Linked DNA regions of Mus musculus: region 1 is linked to region 2. A link is a contact called in public HiChIP or PLAC-seq data. All regions are on one chromosome and are shown on one strand. The core of a region is the stretch at or near the end of the contact, and the rest is flanking DNA. Distances in the headings are between cores, read along the strand shown.

Region 1 (4,478 bases), core at 399-2,898, 220 kb before region 2:
GAAGCAGTTTGTTGATGGTGTGGGATGCTATCAGGAACCCTTCTAGCCTATTTTTTCCCACCACAGCCACGGAGAAGTGGCTGCTGTCAAAGAGGATGGTGACTTGCTTGGGGTTGTCCAGTAAGCAAAGGACAGACAGGCTGATCTGAAGCCAAGTTTGTGGGTTCCAGCAGCTCTACTCTTTAACTTCCTCCTCCTGCCAGCCTGCCCTACAGTGCTCCTCTCTGCAAGAAAGCAATTCCCTAATGGCACAGTGTAAGAATGTCTTCTTGGCTCTCCATCCTACCACAAAGGAAGCCAATGCTGTTTCATTTTGGTTTTTTTTTTTTTTTCACTCCTGCAAATTTCCCATTCCTGGCAAATGGCTAGATGGCTTTTCTTGTTTTCCCTGGATAGAAAGCAATTTCCAATTGCTTTTCAGCAATCGTCGATTGAACACGCACCTCTGTTTCTTGTTCTCTCCCACACGGACAGGCTGCCTCTAACACAGCCCTATAGGACAAGGAGTGTCTCTGTTGAAGAGTAAGGCACCGTTTCCTGGTTGAAATTCAGCATACATGCCTCAGTGGTAAATGCTCTAACACGAAACATCAGGCGTGTCTACCTGCTGCTGTGCACTGCTCCTGGGGTGTTGGCCATAAAACTGAAAAACTTTCAAACTGCTGTGAATCAATTGCTTCACTCAAGACCCATGACATGTATGTTAACCAAAACAAACAAACAAACAAACAAACAAACAGAAAACAGAAAAATAGTCTGTACTAGCAATGGAGAAAATGAAGACACCAAGATTTGGTGGGAAGAATAACTGAATGGAGTGGAAAACCCAAGTTTGAGTCCAGGCTCTGTCTTTTTCTCTAGCCCTTTGAATCTGACTAAAGTAATTGATTTCTCTGAAGCACAGAATGAGGTTTTGGTGAAGATTGAACCAGACTATATTTACGAATGCTTTCTATAAATATTATGGGGCTAATGAGGTGGCTCAGCGGGTAAAGGTGCTTGCTATAAAAGTCTGGGAACCTGAGGTAAGTTCTGGAACTCAAATGAAGGTGGAAGGAGGGAGCCGACTCTACACAGTTGTGCTCTGGCCTCTGAATAAGTGTCCTGGCACATCCCCCCTGCCTCCCTCCACCACTAAATTTTAGGAAAGGTTAGGTTTGTCATTACTGTTTCTACAAAAAGGCTATAATATATGTTTCTATTTTCTGGCAGAGTAGGCTGATATCTGGAAGACAGGAAAACTTAATAGTATCTTTGCAAAAAGAAACAAACAAACCAGAAATCAAAGCATTGGCTTACAGACTCTATCACCTGAATAAAAAGACTATAGGAGCTCACTAAAACCACATATAAATCCCAGACAGCCTGGATGCTTTAAAGGGCTACATCTCCAATGCTGGCTCCACAGTGAAAAGTGGCAGATCCAGCTAGTGACTTAGTCAAAGTACAAATTCTCAAGTCCCACCTGGACCCATAGAATCTGGAACTCAGAAGGTTGCACACTGTAACCTATATTTAAGAGGTGCTAAGGTGAGATTTTGGTGGCTGAGGTATGACGGCTGCTTTAATACGAAGCCTCGGGGATAGAGGTGTCATTTAGCTGGTAATGTGTTTGCTTAGCACACGTGAAGTTTGAACTCTAGCACCTTGCAGCTGGGTCATGGTAGCACGTGCCTGGAGTGCCAGAACTCAGTGGGTAGAGGCGGGAGGGCTGGAAGTTCAAGGTCACCCTTGGCTACAAAGAGAATTCAAGTCCATCATCGAATATAAGAGACCCTGTTTTTTAAAAAAGAAAGAAAGAAAAGAAAATATGCAACCTCAGTTGGTCTTAGCACAAAGGAGGTAGGTTTTACTGCTCCCGAATTATTGTCCAGAAAACAGAGGAGGCTCAGAAGAGAAGTAGACATTATTCAAAGTCTCAGGAATTTGCTTGACTGCTACAAGCCTCCTTACCCCTCTGCCCACTGCCTTCTAGAAGGATTACGTGTCTAAAACAGTCCTTCCAGCAGCTGACTCAGTAAGCTGGCACACACTTCCAGCCTAGCCAGTTGAATGACCACAAGGTATCAGGAAGATGTGTCACTAAGCAAACAATCCCCGCAGAGAGATACACTGTGCCACAATGAGTCTCTGAAGCCCAAAGTTCCAGCTCTGGGGTGGGGCGAGGCAGGAGCGTTGGGGGGATGGGGGGATGGGGGGAGGGGGGGAGAGGGGGAGGGTGTGTGCCACAGGCGTTCCCCAGCAACCTCCAAGGGCATATCTTTTCCTACTTGGCTCTTCACTATGTTAAACAAACAACTACGTGGCCCTGACCTTGCAGAAGCCCCACCCGCACCCCCCAGAGTCTGATCTCAACCCTGCCTGAGAATCCAGGCTTACTGCTTTTCCAGGGATCTCCACTGAGCATGTGGGCCTCTCAGCTCTCCCCTGAATCTTGCCCATGTGGAAACCTGTGCATTCTCACCCTGCTTCAGCTAAGAGGAGCCCCAGAAATCTGGCTCCTCCTAAGACAGGTCAGACTCTCCTCTGCCCATCCTCTGCAGCTTCAGAGTCTCTGGATATGTCATCCAGTGTGCCAGAAAAGGCGATTAGGAGCCGTTCTCAATGTTTTATGCAGAAACCCTCATCTCCCCAAATGCATTTTCCATTTCACTTCTAGGGAATCCCCAAACCTACAGTGACAACAATCTATTCGACACTTCCACTATACCCATGTTGTGGAAGTGAGAGAGCTCCCCGTCATTCGGGAGAATGTCCTCACTGATCGCAAGTCTCCAAAGGCCTGGCTGGGTGAGGGAAAGGAACTTTTAGAAATCGGGGCTCTGTTCAAGCCACCAAAGAGCCTGACTGGTAGGTGTCTAGGCTACTCTCTTTTCTTCTGCTTCGAGCTCACTTCTAAGCTGACAAAGCAGTTGGAAGTACCGTGTTTCAGCCTGGATGAGATACCTCTCCAAAGAAAACAGGAAGAAGGGACAGATGACACTGGGTAGCAGTTACTAGCACTGGTATTTTAGAAAGCTACTGGAATAGTGAGTTGTGAGGTGAGAGATGGGGACATCACACAGACGATTAGAAGCTCAAGTGATCTGTGGATTACAGTGAGCAGTGATCTTTGGGAGGATGCGGTCACTAGAGTGCAGGTCTGGAGCAGAGGACAGCTGACAAGGGTTAAGGAAGAGAAGATGCAAGAACCAGGCTTCTCTAGAGTGTTTCCGAAGAAAGACATCTGGGCAGGCAGCTCAGTTGACAGAGTGCTTTCTCTCAGCGCTGGGTCCAGCAGAACACAAACCAGCTGTGGTAGTGCACATCTGTAATCTTTCTGAGCCATCTCTCCAGACCCCAGCTCCCTGTTTTCCAAACCCACAGTGTGATGCAGTACACACAGGGAGATCCCTGGAGCCCCCAGCTGGCCAGTCCAGCTAACTGATGAGCTTTTGGACTTAGAGGGAGGCCCTATCTCAAAATAAGGTGGAAAGTGGGCAGGAGACAGTTCAGTGGTTAAAAGCACTGGCTTCTCTTCTAGAGGACCCCAATTAGATTCCCAGTCCCACATGTTAGCTCACAAGCATCTGTAGCTACAGTTCTAGGGGATCTGACATCCTCTTCTGTCCTTAGATGGTACCAGGCGTGAATGTGGTGCACAGATATACAGATAGGCAAAAACCCATACCTGTGAAATTAAAAAATAAAATGGGAAGCAACAGAGCAAGGAACTTTGCATTGACCTCTGACCTCTAAAACAAGATGTTTGCTCCACATACATTATATATGCACCATGGGCACATGGAATTCCTGCTTCCATCTAAGTGTGTAAAGTCCAGGCCTTTCTTTTGGGTGTTACAGGCTGCAGAAATCCTCAGAAGGAAGAGGCCGAGGGCGGGTGAGGCTTGCAGGCTGTCAGGGTTCTTAAGCCTGTGCAGGTGGGCAAACCTCCAGCTGCTCAGACAGAGGCTCCAGGGACACCCAAGCAACTTTTCAAAAGTGACGGTGAGCAGGAGCCGCACCACAGGCTTCTGTTTATGGACTCTCAGACAACAGACTACAGAGTAGCAACTTTCACAGCAAGGTGACCCTGGGAGAGCTTCTAATAGTCTTGGGAGTTTTCTGTTGTTACTGTTTCAATCTGTTTTGTTTGGTTGGTTGTTTTTTTGTTTTGTTTTGTTTTGTTTTAGAACCGTGCCTTGATATGTAGTCCAAGCTGATCTGGTTCTCCCAATATATCCCAGGCTGGCCACAAATTCATAGCAATCCTCCTGCCTTGGCTTGCCAGGTCTAGGGATGGTAGGCATGATTCACCATGCCCCGTCTATTGCACAATGTATGATTCTTGTAAAAAGTGATGGTGAGTTTGGTCCTGAGTTGTATTAGTTGGAATAAAAAGGGGGGAAACCATGTGGAATGAATACTTGGAGACTTCTGGGGTCGCTCTCTGTGCGTCCAGGCAGGTTGAATGCATGACATTTAGCGAGGCCTCCCAT
Region 2 (4,332 bases), core at 1,623-4,122:
TCTCTCCAGCTCTGGAGCACCCGACTTTTAGTGTTTGTGTATAACACACAGCTGGGCACCTGTGTGCCTGTGTGTCTGTTTGTCTGTCTGTGTCTGTCTCTGTGTATCTGGGTGTATATATGTGTGTCTGTATCTGTGTGTGTGTCTATCTGTCGGTATCTGTGTGTTTATGTCTGTGTCTGTATCTGTGTGTCTGTGTGTGTATATGTGTGTGTGTGTGTATCTGTAATCTGTCTCTGTGTGTTTGTGTCTGTCTCTGCCTGTCTCTCTGTGTACATCTCATATGTGTGTGTGTGTGTGTAGTTTTATATGTGTGCTGCTGGTGTTTGTGCCTGCACACATACATGGAGATTAGAAGGGGTTTCGAGTGTCCACCTCCATCACAACCAACCTATTCCTTTGAGACAGGGTCAGGTTTTCTGGGCTGTAGCTCCAGCTCCAGCCCTCCTCCAGTCTCTGCTCCACTCAGAGTTGGGCTTACACAAACACATGGGATGCCTGGCTTATGTGGATGCTGGCATCCAAGCCCCAGGTCTTAGATGGTGCAGAAAGTACTCTCTACCCCTGAGCTATCTCTCCTGCCCTGCACCCAACATCTGTCTGTGTGTCCTGGGAATCAAGCTCAGGTCCCCGTTTGTACATTGAATACTTTACCAACTGAGCCATTCAGTCCCTGCTTCCTCTTTTGAGGGCTATAGTTTGTAAGGTTTCTCAACCAAGGCAGGTCTTTGTTGTAGCCTACAGTAAAAGTTATTGAGTGCCATAACTATTATGATCTCCCAAGTGAGAATCGTTGAGGAGGAAACGGTTTGAAACAAACACTAAGCTTGTGGGTCTGCTGCTGCAGCAAGGTTAGTCATTAGCAGCGGTGTTAAGAGACAGAACTGTTCAACGCCAAGCCCAGCCTCTGCTTTTATCAGGTCTGGAGCTGAGATTTTAAAATTACATATGCACGGGACCTCTTAAAAATTAACATCCCTGGGAAGACTCGGTGCTGACAGCTTTTCTCTATGACCCAGATGCTACTTGCGTACTGTGTGGCGTGCCATGAATCATATAACCCAGTTCTGATGAAGTGTGTGTGTGTGTGTGTGTGTGTGTGTGTGTGTGTGTGTGTGAGAGAGAGACAGACAGACAGACAGACAGACAGACAGACAGACCCTCTCTCCTCCTTACTGCTGCAGTATAGTCTGGTCATTTTCCTGACCCTTGCTAAAGTGTTCTCCCCTTTCCTACTTCTGAAGCTCAATGTGTGTACTGAAATTGAACCCTGCATGCCTCCTCTGCATCGTTTTGATGCAACGGAACAGTGAGATTCCAGAGCCGACCCCTTGGGAAGCGTGTAACCAGGGTAAAGGACCAGGTTCATTGCTCACACTCACAGCTGTGAATCTCTCAGAGGTGCTAGGCCTTGGTTTTATATTCCTCAAGATGGGAGACTTGCTAATCCCTGGGTGGGCTCACGGATAAACAAGAGTGAACCTACAGCATCGGAAGAGCTCTCCAGTGAGAGGGAGGGGTGGCCATCTCCATCTTTATGTGTTAGTGTGCTGGTGGCCGGTCTATGCTCTGTTTGCAGTTATGAGCACGTGAGACTTCAAGGCCGCTTTGCTAGGTGGAATGGGTGCCAGTGTGAGAGAAGTCTGCCTTTAGTCAGGAAGCATTCCAATGAGCAAATTACCTGACAGCGTGGCATGCTTAATGGACTTCAGGGCATTTTCAGGGAAGGCCAGTGTGCCCTCCTGTGGAGACCAGGCTCTCTCCAGGGCCCACACCAAGGCCCTCATTGGCACACAATCATAGCAGCAGTTAAACCCTCTTATCATCTAGACTGTCATGAAAAGAACAGTACCCTCCCTTCTGACCGCTTCAGCATGTCTCTGTTCACAGGCAGACGCACTAGGATGGTGTCTCCGGAGCTGAGTATCTCCCGTCACTGCGTCACTGTGTCACTGTGTTTCTGCACCACATCTTCCATCTTCACACTTTCACTGGGTTTGGGTCTGTTTTATGACCCTCTGCTCTCATTTCCTGTTTGTTTTGTCTGTTCAGACTTCTTTCCCTCCTGGAAAGCGGCTACCTGGGCAGGCATATCTGTGATGTCAAACACATGCTTCAGGCGCGAAGTACCTTTCTGTTCCGACTGAGGGGGCCAAACGATGTAACAAGAAAAGCAAATGCTTCTTGGGGTTCTTTTCCGTGGTTTCATGGAACCGTTCGATCTTAACAAGAACTGTTAACTTTCAAATGAAGTTTTTTTGTTTTTCTTTTTGTTTGATTTTTTTGTTTGTTTGTTTTGTTTGTTTGTTTTTTAACATCAGAGAACTACACTGTGTGTGGATCATTCTTTATGTGAAAGCTGAGTTTCCTGGCCCTGGGTGGAACAGACCAGACCTGGCTCTAGGTGGCACCAATTAAGAAAGAGTGAAATGCAGAAAACAGGTTTTGAAAAGGCCACCACACTTGGAAACAGAAATACGCCATTTCTCCTGCAAGGGTGAGGGGTGGGGGGAGGGTGCTCAGGAACAGGGAAAATGGCATAATCAATTTAATCAGGTAAGGCTGCCATCTCTTGAGAAACCCAGCTTGTGCCCCTCTTTCAGTCAGGGCATCACTGAGCTCCAGTTTGTTGCCAGGAAGACGAAGTTCTTCCCTCCTGGGAATTCCAGGCCAGCAAACTTTTGGAAGTATCTGTGGCAGCTTGAATGCTGCTATTTAAGGCCTGATGAAGAGGCAGCTTGGAGAAAAACCTCAAAAATAAATACTCTGATTCATCATTGTTGTTCAAGCTTTCCAGCCATCAGAGCCAGCCCTGGGCTCCAGAGACAAAGGGTAACATTCACCAGGAGCTGTTCAGCCCAGTCAGGAGCCCTGGCAGCGGTGAGGAGGCGGACAGGGAGGCAGCTTTCTGCAAAACCCGGCTCGGGTTGGGCCGGTGTGGAAGGAAGGCTAGAACAAGACAGCCGTGCCGCTAGGGTTTTGCTCAGTGGAGGAGGAATGAATCAGCCAGAGATGGAGGTCCTCCCAGAATAGTGGACCATGTTATAATAGCCCCAGGCGGGCAGTGGATTGGGTAGCTGGCAGCAGTTAGTGGGGCTTCTTCAGTGTCAAGCAGCCAATGACAAAGTTCTCTGCTGTCTGCAGCTATGTAGTGCAAGGCTGGTGGCGCGGGAAAGTAGGAGTCTGGCATTTGCAGATGGCTGACACTGGGATGGAACAGGGGGTTAGACTGTGTGTGACCTTCTCAGCTGCTCTAGCTTCGGGTCCCTTACTCCTCTGCATCCTCATCTGCTGGAGAGACCCCAAACCTCCCGTGGTGTGGAGATTGACTATGATTTACATGCAGGTGTGTGGTGAAAGGTCATCAATGTCCTTCTGGTTGGACCTCTAGACTTGACACTTCTTGGGTGTAGTGCATTTCTCTGTCCCTCCCGAATCTCTTTTCCTGGTTAAGAAAAGGACAACCCATGTGTTGAGTGACCACATGGGCAAGGTGTGTACAGGTGTCTATGGGACTCCTACCAACATAAGAAGCAGATCTTCTTCTTCTTCTTCTTCTTCTTCTTCTTCTTCTTCTTCTTCTTCTTCTTCTTCTTCTTCTTCTTCTTCTTCTTCCTCTTCCTCTTCCTCTTCCTCTTCCTCTTCTTCTTCCTCCTCCTCTTCCTCCTTCTCCGCCTCCTCCTCCTTCTTCTTCTTTTTCTTCTTCTTTTGAAAATAATTAGAATTTTACTTGATTATTTATGAATTGCAACAGAAATTCCAATTCCTAAAACCATCTTGCTGATGTACTGCAGGTTTAGATGCATTTAAATACTTGTCACATTGGGAATACCAAAAGGGTCGATTGATATGATAGCTTTGGGTTGTAGAAACAACAACATAAGAAGCAGATGTTCTTACTTGTTCTCGATTGAGTTCACCGGTCATTGCAACGCTAGTTGCAGGGGATGGTGGGAGTTTATCAGAGACTGTGCAATGACTGTCATCTTTGCAGTGGCTCAAGTAAGGAAGTTTGATAAAGAATGGTGCAGAGAGTGGCTTTTAGAGCTAGGTTCTAATCTGCCGCATGCTGTTTTCCCACCGATGAGATAAGCAAAGTCGGCTGCAGATTGCAGTCATGGAGGTTCGTAGAGTATGCTCCTCCAGCTCCCCTCTGCAGGCTCATCTCCAGGCTTCTTAGACCGGCTACTATGCCAGGAGCTTCAGGGGGTGTGGCCCCTTGCTAATATTGTTTCCTCCAAGGCGTATATTGATTTTTGAAACAAAGAACAGTTGGCTGGGATCCAAAGCTAGTTTTTTTCCTTCTAGATCTGGATGTGGAAGAAAAATAAA

Evidence for each region. HiChIP or PLAC-seq counts read pairs in DNA pulled down with a chosen protein or histone mark.
Region 1: a FOXA1 HiChIP or PLAC-seq map of pancreatic cancer cells shows a contact between it and region 2. The contact joins two enhancer-like sites. A contact is called at or near these places in 12 of 39 promoter capture datasets (the 3T3-L1 cell line, 3T3-L1-derived adipocytes, the C10 cell line and 8 more), 10 of 484 Hi-C or Micro-C datasets (3T3-L1-derived adipocytes, CD8 T cells, the HPC-7 cell line and 5 more), 11 of 115 datasets of contacts at active chromatin or transcription factors (the NIH/3T3 cell line, a beta-TC-6 cell line, embryonic basal ganglia and 8 more) and 3 of 9 other capture datasets (adipose tissue, embryonic stem cells and liver).

The regions. Positions count from the first base shown.
Region 1 is chr11:108,362,976-108,367,453 of GRCm38.p6, reverse strand. It overlaps Gm36709 (a long non-coding RNA gene), which reads left to right. Exons shown (of 4, transcript XR_880267.2): 4 at 475-624. Among named protein-coding and RNA genes, the nearest start is that of Gm36709, 16 kb to the left of the region's middle. Within about 2 kb of position 1,648, at least 67 of the 459 cell types and tissues checked have an H3K27ac peak or open chromatin away from gene starts, as enhancers often do. A contact at or near this core is called in pancreatic cancer cells, where this site is marked.
Region 2 is chr11:108,149,136-108,153,467 of GRCm38.p6, reverse strand. All of the region lies in intron 3 of Prkca (protein kinase C, alpha), which reads left to right. Among named protein-coding and RNA genes, the nearest start is that of Gm11655, 22 kb to the left of the region's middle. Within about 2 kb of position 2,872, at least 122 of the 459 cell types and tissues checked have an H3K27ac peak or open chromatin away from gene starts, as enhancers often do. A contact at or near this core is called in pancreatic cancer cells, where this site is marked.